3 separate regions of the Hordeum vulgare genome follow, and all the other regions are linked to region 1. A link is a contact called in public Hi-C data. All regions are on one chromosome and are shown on one strand. The core of a region is the stretch at or near the end of the contact, and the rest is flanking DNA. Distances in the headings are between cores, read along the strand shown.

What was found. Hi-C and Micro-C count contacts between places; a contact is called where the count stands out from the background.
Region 2: a Hi-C map of leaf shows a contact between it and region 1, with 7 times the contacts expected there. The contact joins the promoter of LOC123442903 here to the promoter of LOC123442902 in region 1. A contact is called at or near these places in 3 of 6 Hi-C or Micro-C datasets (leaf and seedling) and 1 of 1 datasets of contacts at active chromatin or transcription factors (embryo).
Region 3: a Hi-C map of seedling shows a contact between it and region 1, with 3 times the contacts expected there. The contact joins the promoter of LOC123442900 here to the promoter of LOC123442902 in region 1. A contact is called at or near these places in 2 of 6 Hi-C or Micro-C datasets (leaf and seedling).

Annotation. Positions count from the first base shown.
Region 1 is chr3H:45,877,692-45,881,851 of MorexV3_pseudomolecules_assembly, reverse strand. It overlaps LOC123442902 (mitochondrial-processing peptidase subunit alpha-like), which reads right to left and starts at 1,681. Exons shown (of 13, transcript XM_045119082.1): 1 at 1,523-1,681; 2 at 98-343; 3 at 1-3. The coding sequence starts at 1,558.
Region 2 is chr3H:46,133,699-46,137,858 of MorexV3_pseudomolecules_assembly, reverse strand. It overlaps LOC123442903 (ATP-dependent 6-phosphofructokinase 6-like), which reads right to left and starts at 2,490. Exons shown (of 11, transcript XM_045119083.1): 1 at 1,989-2,490; 2 at 1,534-1,580; 3 at 1,395-1,434; 4 at 1,108-1,308; 5 at 479-691; 6 at 326-394; 7 at 105-234. The coding sequence starts at 2,204.
Region 3 is chr3H:45,750,180-45,754,339 of MorexV3_pseudomolecules_assembly, reverse strand. LOC123442900 (NAC domain-containing protein 75) reads left to right here and starts at 2,463. Exons shown (of 7, transcript XM_045119081.1): 1 at 2,463-2,552; 2 at 2,646-2,810; 3 at 2,952-3,129; 4 at 3,641-4,160. The coding sequence starts at 2,697.

The DNA.
Region 1 (4,160 bases), core at 432-2,931:
TCCCTAGATAACAAGTACAAAACATTGGTATCACTACCTGACCACCATGAGGAACATGCATGAAACAACTAGATTATAAAAAGTAAGGAACACATACTGGAGATGTTTCAGAGGCAATTTTTACACCATTAGGTAGTGTTGTGACTTTTGTCTTGCCAGGCTCCACATGATCAGCTAGCGGAGGAGGAATAGTGACTCCTGGGAGTGCAAAATCTGGAGGGGGTAGTGCATTTGAACGTGCACCTGTCAGCCAGCCCAAGAAGCCGCCTGATGACCTCTGTGCAACACTTGTGCTAGCAGACCTAACCGCAATATCCAACATTTGGGTATCCGCCCCATGCCGCTGCAAGTGGTAAACAATTGATATTATGATTATGCAGGTAAAGCTGATCTAACCAATATGAACAACTTCAATTAAAAGCCCAACAAAATCAAGCTGTCTCGATGATGAAATATTCTGCCTCCGCACAACGTATATCTACATCCAAGGCTATGGCTCTCCCTAAGGCTAAAACGATCATCGGTCAGTAAGCCCAACAATACTCACACTGACAAAAAAATCAAGCACATGCTACAGGCAAACACATCATGACCATTCAAAGTAAATATTGATGATTCCAGAGCATCATTTCTCTTTGTCTATGTCAACACAACATTCATTACAAGAAATATTGATAATGACATATTCTGCCTCCGCACAAGGTATATCTACATCCAAGGCTAGCTCTGCCTATGACTAAAACAACCATCGGTCTGTAAGCCCAACAATGCTTACACTGACATCAGAAATCAAGCACATGCTACAGGCAAACATATCATGACCGTTCAAAGTAAATATTGATGGTTCCAGAGCACCATTTCTCTTTTGTCTATGTCAACACAATATTTATAACAAGAAATGAAACAGATTGCATAGAGGGAATTTAACAAGCTATTCCAACTTTGAATAAAGCTGTTCCGAATCATACACTTGAGTACGCACATCATGAATCATAACAAGAAGTAGTGAAATAGAACACAACTAGAATGGTACTGGACCCAAAGCATGCATTTGCAAAGGACAAAGGACAAAACAAAGCAACATCATTAATGCCATGAATCATGTAATTTCACTAGGTCATATCGGAACCAAATCATCCCACCAATAATAAACCAACTAACGTGCAAACAACCGCAGAGATGACCCTTCCCATGATATTTACACTAGCATGCGCAACATAACAAACTCGCCACACACTCGTCTTCGCACCTGAAATCCATGCTTTCCCAATTCAATATACCAGTGCAAACATTCCGACAGCGATTCCTACTTGCGGCGCCCAGAATGGCTCCACTACACGCTCACGCATCAAATCCGCGTGACCCCGAACCACGGATGCTAGTCCGGTACCAATCGCGACGCGACCATGAGCTGTGTCCATTCGGATCGGACGCATCGCGGCGTGATGGGTGCTACGGAGCCACTAGATCTAGCGAATCGGAGGGGACGGGAGGTTAGGGTTTCGGGAGGGGGACGGCTGACCTTGAGGGCGCCGAGGCCGGAGGCGGCTCGGTACATGGTGGAGGGTGCCTGTGAAGATCTGTCGACGGGGTCGTCGCCGGCGGCGCGGCGGATGCGGCGGAGGGGGGAGATGGGGACGGAGACCGTGAGACAAGTGGAAGGCGACAATTCGTGAGAGACTGGTTGCGCATATAGAAGTGGGTGACATCGGGAATTCGTTAACGGGCCGGCCCTGGCCGGGCTATTTCGGTGGAGATTGGGCCCATTTGTTGCCCTTTAGTACTGTTGGGCCGGGCCGGCTTGAAGCTTTGGGCTGCGCTTTGCTAAAGAAAAGAAAATCACCTAAAAACAGCTATCTCTAAAAAAAAACCGCGCTCATCGAGACGGGCAAAGCGATCACCGCCGCCACGTGCTCTGGGTCTCCGGCGGTGTCAGCGGGGGCATGGTCAGCACACGTCGACGCGCGGGGTGATGGATGTGGTATGATCGGCGACGCGATTGGCCTCGAGCCCTCGATTGCGTGCCATTGGAAGAGTAGATTGCATCGCTCCGGCGAGGAGCTTGGAGCTTCCAGTGGCGGCCGCCGTCGTGGTTGGCGCCGAGCAGGTGATCTGTTTGATCAAATGCCAGTTAGGCACTGTACTTCGTATCCTCAGGATGCTGGTATGTGTTTTTTGACTTGTCACGTTTGTTACCTTGCTGCTTTTGTTGCATCTCCAAATTGCAATTGTGTCTGGCAAAGTTGTTTCGTGATGTGGAGATTGCATGGCGTGACTAGCGTATGAATCGTAGGTCCGTCGTCCACCTGCTTGATGAAGCAGCAGGTTTAGGCATTTAGCTACCAGATTCTCTGAATTTGTTGGGCTCTTTATCTCAAATGTGTTTGCCGTGCGTAGCGCAGGGTTGGTGTGTGAAGGTGCTTGGTCATTGCGGGGCTTCATTAGGGTCGATCGTATTTTCTTCAGCAGTTATTGCTCTTCGATTTTATCAGATCATATTTATCATATCGGCTGGCGCTAGGGATGCAAGCAATTGTGCCGAACCATTTTCTTATTTGATTGATGCCAAGGATTTGGTTATCTGCGAGAGTGCATTTGTTTTTATCTCTCAATTAAATTGTTTGGAATGCCCCTTTTTTCCCAAAGAAAATCCGGTAACCGGTAGGGAATAGCTGGAACAAGCTGCTAGTTAGCCGGAACTCCTAGTTAGCTTCGTTCATAATTATATATAGTAAAGGCCTGTTGCACCTCCGGATAGTATTGTTGCTAGAAGTGCAATGTCAATACAATTTGTGTACCGACGATGATTGTATGTAAAGACAACTTTGTCACAACTTGTTCTCTTGCATCTGGAATTAGCAAATTTCCCCTGTTAGAATGGTTGTGTGTGTATTACTTCCTGAAAATGACACCACTGTGTGCCATTTGTTGGTGAGCATTTGAGCCAAACATGTGTATCAAAATGCATTTCCATTTGTGTCACTGTTGGAAGTTGAGGTTTGAGTGGGGGAAAGTGCACTTCTACACCCGAGCTCATTTTGAGCTCGGATGAACAGTAATTCGTAAAATATTTTAAAAATGTTCCAAAAAGTCAGATTTTTTTTTACAGCATACTTTGACAAATGTTTTAGTACCTTGCAAAATTTCAGCACGAAATCACATTTTTTGAAGTCGTGGCAAGAAAAACAAAATTAGCGATCCAAAATGCTTTGAAAGTAGCATTTTCAAAATTTCAATTTTATTTTGCCACTACTCCCACAAATGTGATTTCATGATGAAATTTCTGGACACTTAGAACATTTGTCAAAGTTTTCTAAAAAAACAGATTTTTTTGAATATTTTTACAATATTTTTCGAATTTACTGTTCACCCGAGCTGAGCTGGGGGTGCAAAAACATCATGTCCTTTGAGTGGTTGCTATTGAGTTCTTTGGGCATACATGCCATATTCCCCCTGTTTTCACTAGAAGGGTCTACACATCTTGAGCAGTTAAGTGTAACAAAATATTCTTGAGCAGTTAAGTGTAACAAAATATTCTTGAGCAGTTTGGATAAAACTGTACAGGTCAAAGAGTTGGCACGACCAGATATTCATACAAAATGCCCTTGCATGCGTAGGGTTGGTGTGTGAGTGTGCTTGGTCATTTTTGGAACTTCAGCATCGTCAGTCATATCTTATTGTCGCTAGGGATGTTTGCAATTGTGCCGAAGCATTTGCTTATTTGGTGCCAAGGGCTTGGTGATCTGCCAGGGTGTATTTGTTTTTATCTCTCAAATTATCTCTTGCTTGGAATCTCCCATTATTGTAGAGAGAACTGGGTAATATGCTAAAAGGAATATCTGCTACGAACTGGAGTAATTAGCTTATTTCATAATTATGGTAAGGCATCTTGCACCACTGTCTAATATTTTTGCTACCGGTGCAATGCGAAAATAATTTGTCTATTGACCACGATTCATATGTAAAGACAGCTTTGTCAATGATTGATTCTCTTGCTTCCGGATTGGTAATTTTCCCCTGTTAATTTTTTTTTCTGTTTTCTGTCCTGAAAATGGCAGCATTCTGTGCCATTTGTTGGTGAACATTTGAGCCGAACATATGTATCGAAATTCATTTCCATTTGTGCTATTGGGTTCTTTGATTATACATGCCATATCCCC
Region 2 (4,160 bases), core at 1,241-3,740, 260 kb before region 1:
ATAACTGATTATTATTTACTTAAAACCACTTTCCTTAAGAATATGCAGGAGTAGGTGTTGCTTGAAGATGTGACTGCAAGTTTGTAACAAGGGAAGAGACATACCGCTGTTGCGGCCCATTAACTTCACAACACCAATGCCATTCTCTGCACTTTCAGCTTCAACATGAGCAGCGTTGATAGCTCTTTGAGCCTCCTCGACAGCAGTGTCAAATCCAAAAGATTTGTCAATCACCTGTGGACAATTCAACATCAAAATCACAACCAGATGTGGAGAACAATCAGTCTTGACACAAATGCAGGAGCGATGGAAAGAGGGCAAGTACCGCGATATCATTATCTATGGTCTTTGGGACACCAACCACTGCACATTTGAGGCCCCGTCTACGTACTTCCTGAAATTAAGTTTAAACACTTGTATATGAGACATGGCATTGTGCATCTGATTGGGGCCTTCCTGCAGTAGCAATCGTTGTTACCTCATATATTACGGAAGCGCCTTGCTGGGTACCATCACCTCCAATAATGTAGACCTGGTTAATGCCACGGTCCTGAAGACTATCCACAATTTTGGCAGTGTCATGTCCTCCCCTTGAAGTTCCAAGAATGGTCCCCCCTCTCTTGTGGATGTCATTCACTGACTTGGGTGTCAATGTAACGGTGTTTCGAGAGTAGAAGCCCTTGTATCCACCCTGCAGTATTGCACATCCAGAGTTGTGTTAAAAACAAAAACAGACTTGACAAATGACAACACCATGTCGTGAAGTGCAAGCAAAAAATGCTTATTAATGTCACCATCAGTATTGTATTCTCAGGCAGTTTGTTCCAAAGTACACATTTGTAAGCAGTTTCAGGCTTATCAACATTGCAGCATCATTGTTACTAGGTGACAGCTAAAAATGTTATTGGTGTCACCATCAATATTGTATTCTCAGGCAGTATGTTCTAAATCACACATTTCTAAGAAGTCAAAATCAGCCACTGTAATTAACCAGCCGAGCATCGTTAGCATCATAACAAAGCACTATGCTAATCCTAAAATACTAGCCGGAGCATTGTAATTTACACATGCAAAACAAACAAGAGCAGCAACTCCAGAAGTCCTCACCTCTATGCCAACGACGCTGGTGACACCGTACATGTCGTACAGCCCGCAGACGAGCTCGCGGATGACCGTGTTGAGCCCGGGGCAGAGGCCGCCGCAGGTGACGATGGCGGCGTTCACCTCATCGGGCTGGAAGTAGACCCTCTGCCGCGGCCCGGCGCGCCGGAAGTGTGTGCCTCTCGCACTGGTCTTGCGAACAACAATCTGCAATCCATCCACAAAGTCAGCCTCAGCAGATTACCTCGTATTCTGCTCGCCCAAAAGCATATAATTCACGGAAAATTTCTCACCTTTTGCGTGACGGTGTCGTCCGTGTTGACGAAGTACTGCCTGGGATGGACAACACGTGGTTGGAGCAGGAAGAAAGGTCAGGCGGTCAGCTTCGGGAAACTGAGCTGCGCAGGGCAAAGAGAGGAGGGGAATTCTTACTTGACGACCGAGTAGGCAGGGTTGTCCTGGAGTGGATTCGGGTACGTCTGCAGATCATCAACGGTAACAGTAGGTGAGCAATCGATTCAATTCAAGGATTCTGTAACTGTAATCTGCAGACAAATCGCACACAGAAACTGAAATTTCAGTTTCTTCCGGGGATCGATCGATCGGTCGACTGATTTCCCCGTGCTCCAAAATTACTGGAGCAGCTGAGCTGCATGTCGATCAGTTTCTGCTCGAATCCAAACTAGAATCGGCAAAAAAAAAATGCGTGACAAAAAGATGCGAGAATCCACGGAAGGGCGCCAAAAAGGGGCCCCGGGAAAGCAGAAGAACTTGGGCAGCTCCGAGCTGATGATCCCCGCGAGGCCGCGACGGGAAATCAACCGGACTGAGGCGGCCGATCGAGAAGCGGGGGACGGCAGGAGGAGCACGGGGGCTCAGGCACGCACCGGGAGCTCGGGCATGTAGTCGGTGAGGTGGGGCACGTCCTCGAGCACGTAGCCGGCGTCGCCGCCCACGAGCTTCTTCTTCATCGCCCACTTGCACGGCGCCTTGGCGGCGGCGGCGGCGGAGGCGAGGGGCTCCTTCCTCGGCTCGAGAAGCTTCATCTTCTGCTCCGCCACCGCCACCGCCGCGGGGGCGGGGGCGACGCCGACGGCCTCCATGGCAGGGAGGGACCCCGTCGGTGAGCACGAGGTGGAAAGTGGGGGGAAAAAGAGGTGGTTTTGAGATCACGAGGGAGCTTAAGCTTAGCCGGTGATTCTGGGAGTGATCCTCTCGCTCTTGCTCTTGGTGTGTGGGGAGGAGAGCCGCGGGGGCGGGGGATTATATATTCGGATTAGCGCCGTCCGCGCCGCCGTTAGCAGGCTGGGTTTGACGGCGGCGACGGGGTTTGACGGCCGCACGAGGGGAGAAGAGGGGATGGGAGGTGGGAAACTTCGCGGGGTTCCCGCGAGGGGCATCCGGGTTTCGGCCTATTTACGGGCGTGCCATTTCGTGCTGGCCTTGCGCGAGAAGAAATGTCGCCGGGGGTCGTCTTGTCAGTGTCCGATTGGATGTCCTCTATCACGGGGCACTGATGCGGCGTGTAGGGTGCATTTCTCTTTTTAGGTCGTCCTGGTATTTATTTGAGTGAAAAAACATCGCCCACTTTGCTTGAATTGAGTTTAGTTTTCAGAGAAAAGTTCATATTCCATCCCTCAACTAACAAATCAATTTAATTTATGATTTTGACCATTGAAATCAGTTGAAATACAACCTCAAATTACCATAAGATTCAAAACTCAACCCTGATCTCGGTTTTCCATTGATCAAGCGTTTTTTTGGCAGCAGTGAATGTCGACTAGGCATATGCCAACTTAGCATAAGGTTTGGAGGACTATAAAAAGTTGGATCGCCCTTTTGTGTCTCACTCGCTACCCCTACTCTTCCTCAGAGACATGTCCTCACTGCTACCATGCCTGCCGCAATTGACTTCGACCATCGCCGGTAAGCGGCGACCAACGTCGTTGCATTGCCGCTGCTTGTCCCCTGAGCCCCACCCCGATCCACCCCACCAAAGCAACCCTCCTTCCCGACGACATCGACATATTTCGTCGCCACATACCCACGAATGGTGGTGACGCGCCTTACCACTTTAGCGCTTAGCAAGTTCTTCTACCCTGCTCTTCCCATCCTTATTCACTCGCATCAGCTGTCCCCAATCCTCCTCGAAAACCATAATATTTAAGGTATATTTTGTGTCGCCGGTGATTGGTGGTGGTGGAGAGCTCATAAGTAAGGTGGAAGTCCGTTGGTGAAGAAGAGCAAGTGATTTCCATCAATTGCGTACCATTTAAACCAATTTTATGGTACGTTATTAAAAATTTGATTGTTTAGATTTTACTTTCAGTTAGAGTAGTAACAATTTTTTTTGTCTCCACTTTAGATTGAATGTATCCCCACTAGATCTCTTGATTGTGTGGTTTCATTTCAACCGTGTCCTGTGTGTGAGTATTTGGAATACTTTGGGGGCGGAGAGAAATTTTCTCATGTAGAGCTTCGCGGTTTGAGCTTAGTATGTCTGATTGCAAATCTGAAAGTGCATGATTGTGTTGCTGAGAGAGAAGCAATCATGATGGTGTATTGCTTATGCCCTGGAAAAAATTGTGTGATGAATTGATGGCATTGGTTTCAGGAAATTCTATGAAGTCTATGCTCTTGTATGTAAGAGATGGAGGTGTAGTGGACATTTTTGTTGAGGATATTATTGATAATGAAACCACACAACAAAGTTATTGAGATGATTAAGTACCTAGAGGCGATGAAGATTATTAAAATCAAATGTATTGGTATGATGAAGTACGTGCAAGTGGTAAAGATAATTCAAAGCAAAGTGATGGAATTGAGGACAATGGTACTGATGAGGATGATACAGGGAGATTAGGTAGGAGTACAAGGATGTCGAGAGAAAGAGTAAGGGCAGGCGCAACACTACAACATATGTGGAGAAGGCAATGAGTCTCAACCAAAAAAAGATGGTAGCTGATGTTGGGAAACGTCGCATGGGAAACAAAAAAAAATCTGCGCTCACCAAGATCAATCTATGGAGATCAACATCTACAAGAGGGAGAGTGCGTCTA
Region 3 (4,160 bases), core at 1,214-3,713, 130 kb after region 1:
CGATTGTTGGTTTTTATGCCATGGCAGTCGTTTCGAAGGTGAACGTCTGTTCCATAGGTGAAAGCTGGCGGTCTGCTGGAACTAGGTGTCGTACTAGTACTCTTTTATTTTTGATAACTTTGTGGAACTACTGTATTTTCGTTCGATGTAGTGGAAAGTGGTGTCATGCTCGGTTAAAAAAAAGAGTGTTATATGAGTTGAGGTGTGTTGAACGATGTTGTTCCTGCGTTAATAGCTTTTAAGTATATTTAGATTGTTAGAATTATGTTTCCGTTTGAGATGCATGGAAATGCTACCCTTGTTGAGTCTACTCCAGTTGCTAGGCTGCTAGGTAGCCTTCACTCGTAAGGGGCTTTAAGCTCACCCTCCTCTTTCTTTCTTTCTTTCCGCGTGCGAGTGGGTGCTGTACAGTGTGTGGAATCTGCAGTAACAGCTGTGGCGTGTGGTGTGTGGTGTGGCGGTACAGCAGTTCTTCTTGCCTTTTGCTTTTGGTTTTACCACCAGCACCAGCTAGCTTGCTAGCCATCCAACTTTTCAAGTCGTATAAAATATACATGCATCAACGCTAACCATCTTACTGAGGATGCGTATGTGCACTGTCGTGGCTGCTACATTTTACATCAAGCCGTTCTCAGTAAGAGCAACTTCAACCGAACGATCAAAAAAACACATGATTTATCCGCATTTTATTCTTTTGGATCGGTCTATTGGACATTCATGTCCGTTTTTTAATTAGATCGACGCTTGCGTCCAACGCAAACATGCCCCTTTTTTAGATGATGTGAAAAAATATAATAAATACAAAAAAATGTTAATTAAACATTAATACCAATGTCAAAAGCCGCGATTCTCCCACGAATCCACATTACATTAAATAAGACCTTTAAGTACGCTAAAACCTATAAGCGCGCTGCCCTAGGCGTCCTCCTCCTCCTCGTCGTCGGGGCCGGTGAGGTCGCGAGCCAGCCCAGGGAAAGGTCGTCTCCCATGCAGCGACGTCGTCCGCTGGCGGCTGCACCGACGCTGACTGGGCAGCACAACACGCCCCACCTCAACTTCGGCCTCCATTCCACCCGCTCGAGCCGTCGGGCCTCTGAGCTCTCCTCCCCCAGCCACCGCTGTCGCCAGTGCTCCAGGTAGGCCGCCTCCTACTCCGGCGTCGCAACCAGACGGGTGGCACGCGCTGACCCACTCGCGTACCACCCAATCCCAGACATACTGCTCGGGCTTGAGGGTCAGCGGCCCTGACTCGGCATTGACGGGTGACGATGGGGCCAACGGCGGCACGACGCAGTCGCCGACAGCGGAGAGCGCCATAACCTCCGCCATCTTCGCCTGGTAAGCCACCTCCTCCTCCTCCTCCTCCTTGAGGTGTGCTTCCTCCTCGCTTGCACGTAGGACAGCCATCAGCGCATTCTGGCATGCGGCCTCCGCCTCCTAGTCCTCTTCACGCACGATGAGAGGCGACGATGGTCCAACCACCACGTCGCAGATGCCACGCCTGCGCTGCTCCTCGTTCTCCCACGCAAACTAGGCATCCCATTCGAGGGAGTCTGCGGCGTACACGGCGTTGCGCCGCTGCTCTGTGGACAGCTGATGTCGGTGGCTCCTCAGCTCCTCCGCATGCGCCCACGCTGACCGCGGCACCTCTGGCACTGGGATCCTCTAAGGATCCAAATGCCAGACGTGTGACAACGTGACATCAGGATAGGGAAGGGCGATACGGCGCTCCTAGTGCCACCTCGCCTGGTGCACTCGTACGCTGATCCGCTACCGCAGCGGATGGGAAGACGCTGGAGAGGGGAGCGCGCAGACAGGGACGACGTAGGACTTGCCCTTGTCTTTGCCAGAGTTCGAGCCTTCGAGCCGGAGGAGGAACCCATGGTGGTGGCTAGGGTTTGTCATTAATAAAGAGGATGAGGTTGATCCTCCCGACAAGTTCGGATTAAAAAAACGCGTGGGGTCGCTCGCATGTGGGCCTGTGATGGACAATTGTCGGTAATGAAGATGCCGACCGAGCGCCACGTGTGGACGGACGCGAACAAGAGAGAGCGTGGGCCGCATCAGCTTCGCGTCTGTGCCAATTCATTTCAGCCTCAAATTTAAACGTGAAATGGATCCATGCAGAAGGGGAACATACGCGTTTTAAAAATGGGTCTTTCACTTTTATCTGTGACGACCCAAACGAACTCTGATGGAGGAAATGAATTGTCCGATTAAAGTTGTTCTAAATCTAGTGATAATTAATCTTACAACCAGCAGATTAATCAGTCAGCGTGTGTGTGCTGCGTACTACGTTGTGCTTGGGTGAAAGAGGAAAAGAGAGAGAAGCTAAGGAGCGGGGCCCTTTAACTTTTCCTCAAGGGGCTGGGTGTGGCTAGAGTTAAAGCGGCCAAGGAAATTCTGCCCTCTCTCCTACAGTATTAAACTGGTGAAAGCGGCAGGCTGCCTGCCTCGATTTTTTTATATCTACGCCCCCTCCCCCTCACTCGTCTGCTCTCTCCTTCCTTCCTCGCTCCCCTACTCCCTCCAACTCTACCCGCCTCCCTTCGGTTCGCTCACCGGCCTCAGCTTCTCGCCGTATTTTCGATCTCAGCGGTATGGCCTCTCGCGTTCTGAATTCTGCTCGCCTTGGTCCCTTGCAGCGGGCGCATGCATGGACACCGTCTCCGGCGGCCGCGCGTGAACCAGGAGACATGAACAGGGGTCACATCAGCAGCTCGGAGCTCATCGACGCCAAGCTCGAGGAACACCGGATCTCCACCGCCAGGCACTGCCCCAACTGCCGCCACAAGCTCGACTGCAAACCGGTATGCATATGCCAATTTCTTCTTAATTTTTTCTTTCTTGCACCTCGGTGGTGCTAGCCACTGGGTGCACATTAGGGTTCTTTGAATGGTGCAATTCCGCATATAGTTTTGATGGAATTAACCGGTGTCAACTGCAAGAAGGATTGGTTGGGGCTACCGGCTGGCGTCAAGTTCGATCCGACGGACCAGGAGCTGATCGAGCACCTCGAGGCCAAGGTGAGGGAAGAAGGCTCGAGATCTCACCCTCTCATCGATGAGTTTATACCCACCATAGACGGCGAGGACGGCATATGCTACACCCATCCTGAGAAACTTCCAGGTGAGACACTGTTCGAGATGGCTAGCTAGCTAACTATGGTACCCATGAACAGACTACACATGTATGTATGTATATTCGTTGCTTTTTGCAAACTTTAGTTTTGCTTTCCATGGGGAGATCGGTATATCATATGTTGGGGTTATGTATTTCGTCATGAATTGTGAGGGTTGTGGTTCGATTTGGGATATGGCATATATTCCCTCGTTGTTCTTGATGTGCTCTAGCGCCCCCTCTACTCCTGGTGTTCTCTACATGTGCTCTTGGGTATATGCAAAGAGAATTATTATTGTTTATGGAAAGTTGTGCCTCGTCTCTCATCTCTCTCTCCTCTCTATGTCATGATGGTAAGATGCTTCTGAAGTTTCCAAATAGGTTTCTTTCCTACCTTTTACATGCCTTCTCTTTTCCAGAGGTTTGTTGCATCTGCCAAGAGAACACTGGCCACCCACCCACACACTTGTACGTGCTCACACTGACTGTTAATTCTTACATCTGGTCATCTCTCAAGCAGGCGTGACAATGGATGGCCTAAGCAAGCATTTCTTCCACCGCCCTTCCAAGGCGTACACGACGGGCACAAGGAAGCGGCGCAAGATACAGACGGAGTGCGATGTGCATAAGGGGGAGACGAGGTGGCACAAGACCGGCAAAACCCGACCGGTGATGGCCAACGGCCGGCAGAAGGGCTGCAAGAAGATCCTGGTGCTCTACACCAACTTCGGCAAGCACCGCAAACCCGAGAAGACCAACTGGGTGATGCACCAGTACCACCTCGGAGACCTCGAGGAAGAGAAGGAAGGGGAGCTCGTCGTCTGCAAGATCTTCTACCAGACGCAGCCCAGGCAGTGCAGCTGGTCCGCCTCCTCAGACCGTGGTGGTGCCGGTGGCGCCGTAGCCATTGCAGCCGCCGCGGCAGTGACGGTGCAGGAGCAGCGCAGGAGGGACAGCGGCAGTGGCAGCTCCTCATCGAGGGACCACGAGGCGTTGTCGGCGACGTCATACCCGGCCGGGTATGCCATGGCGGCCGCCGT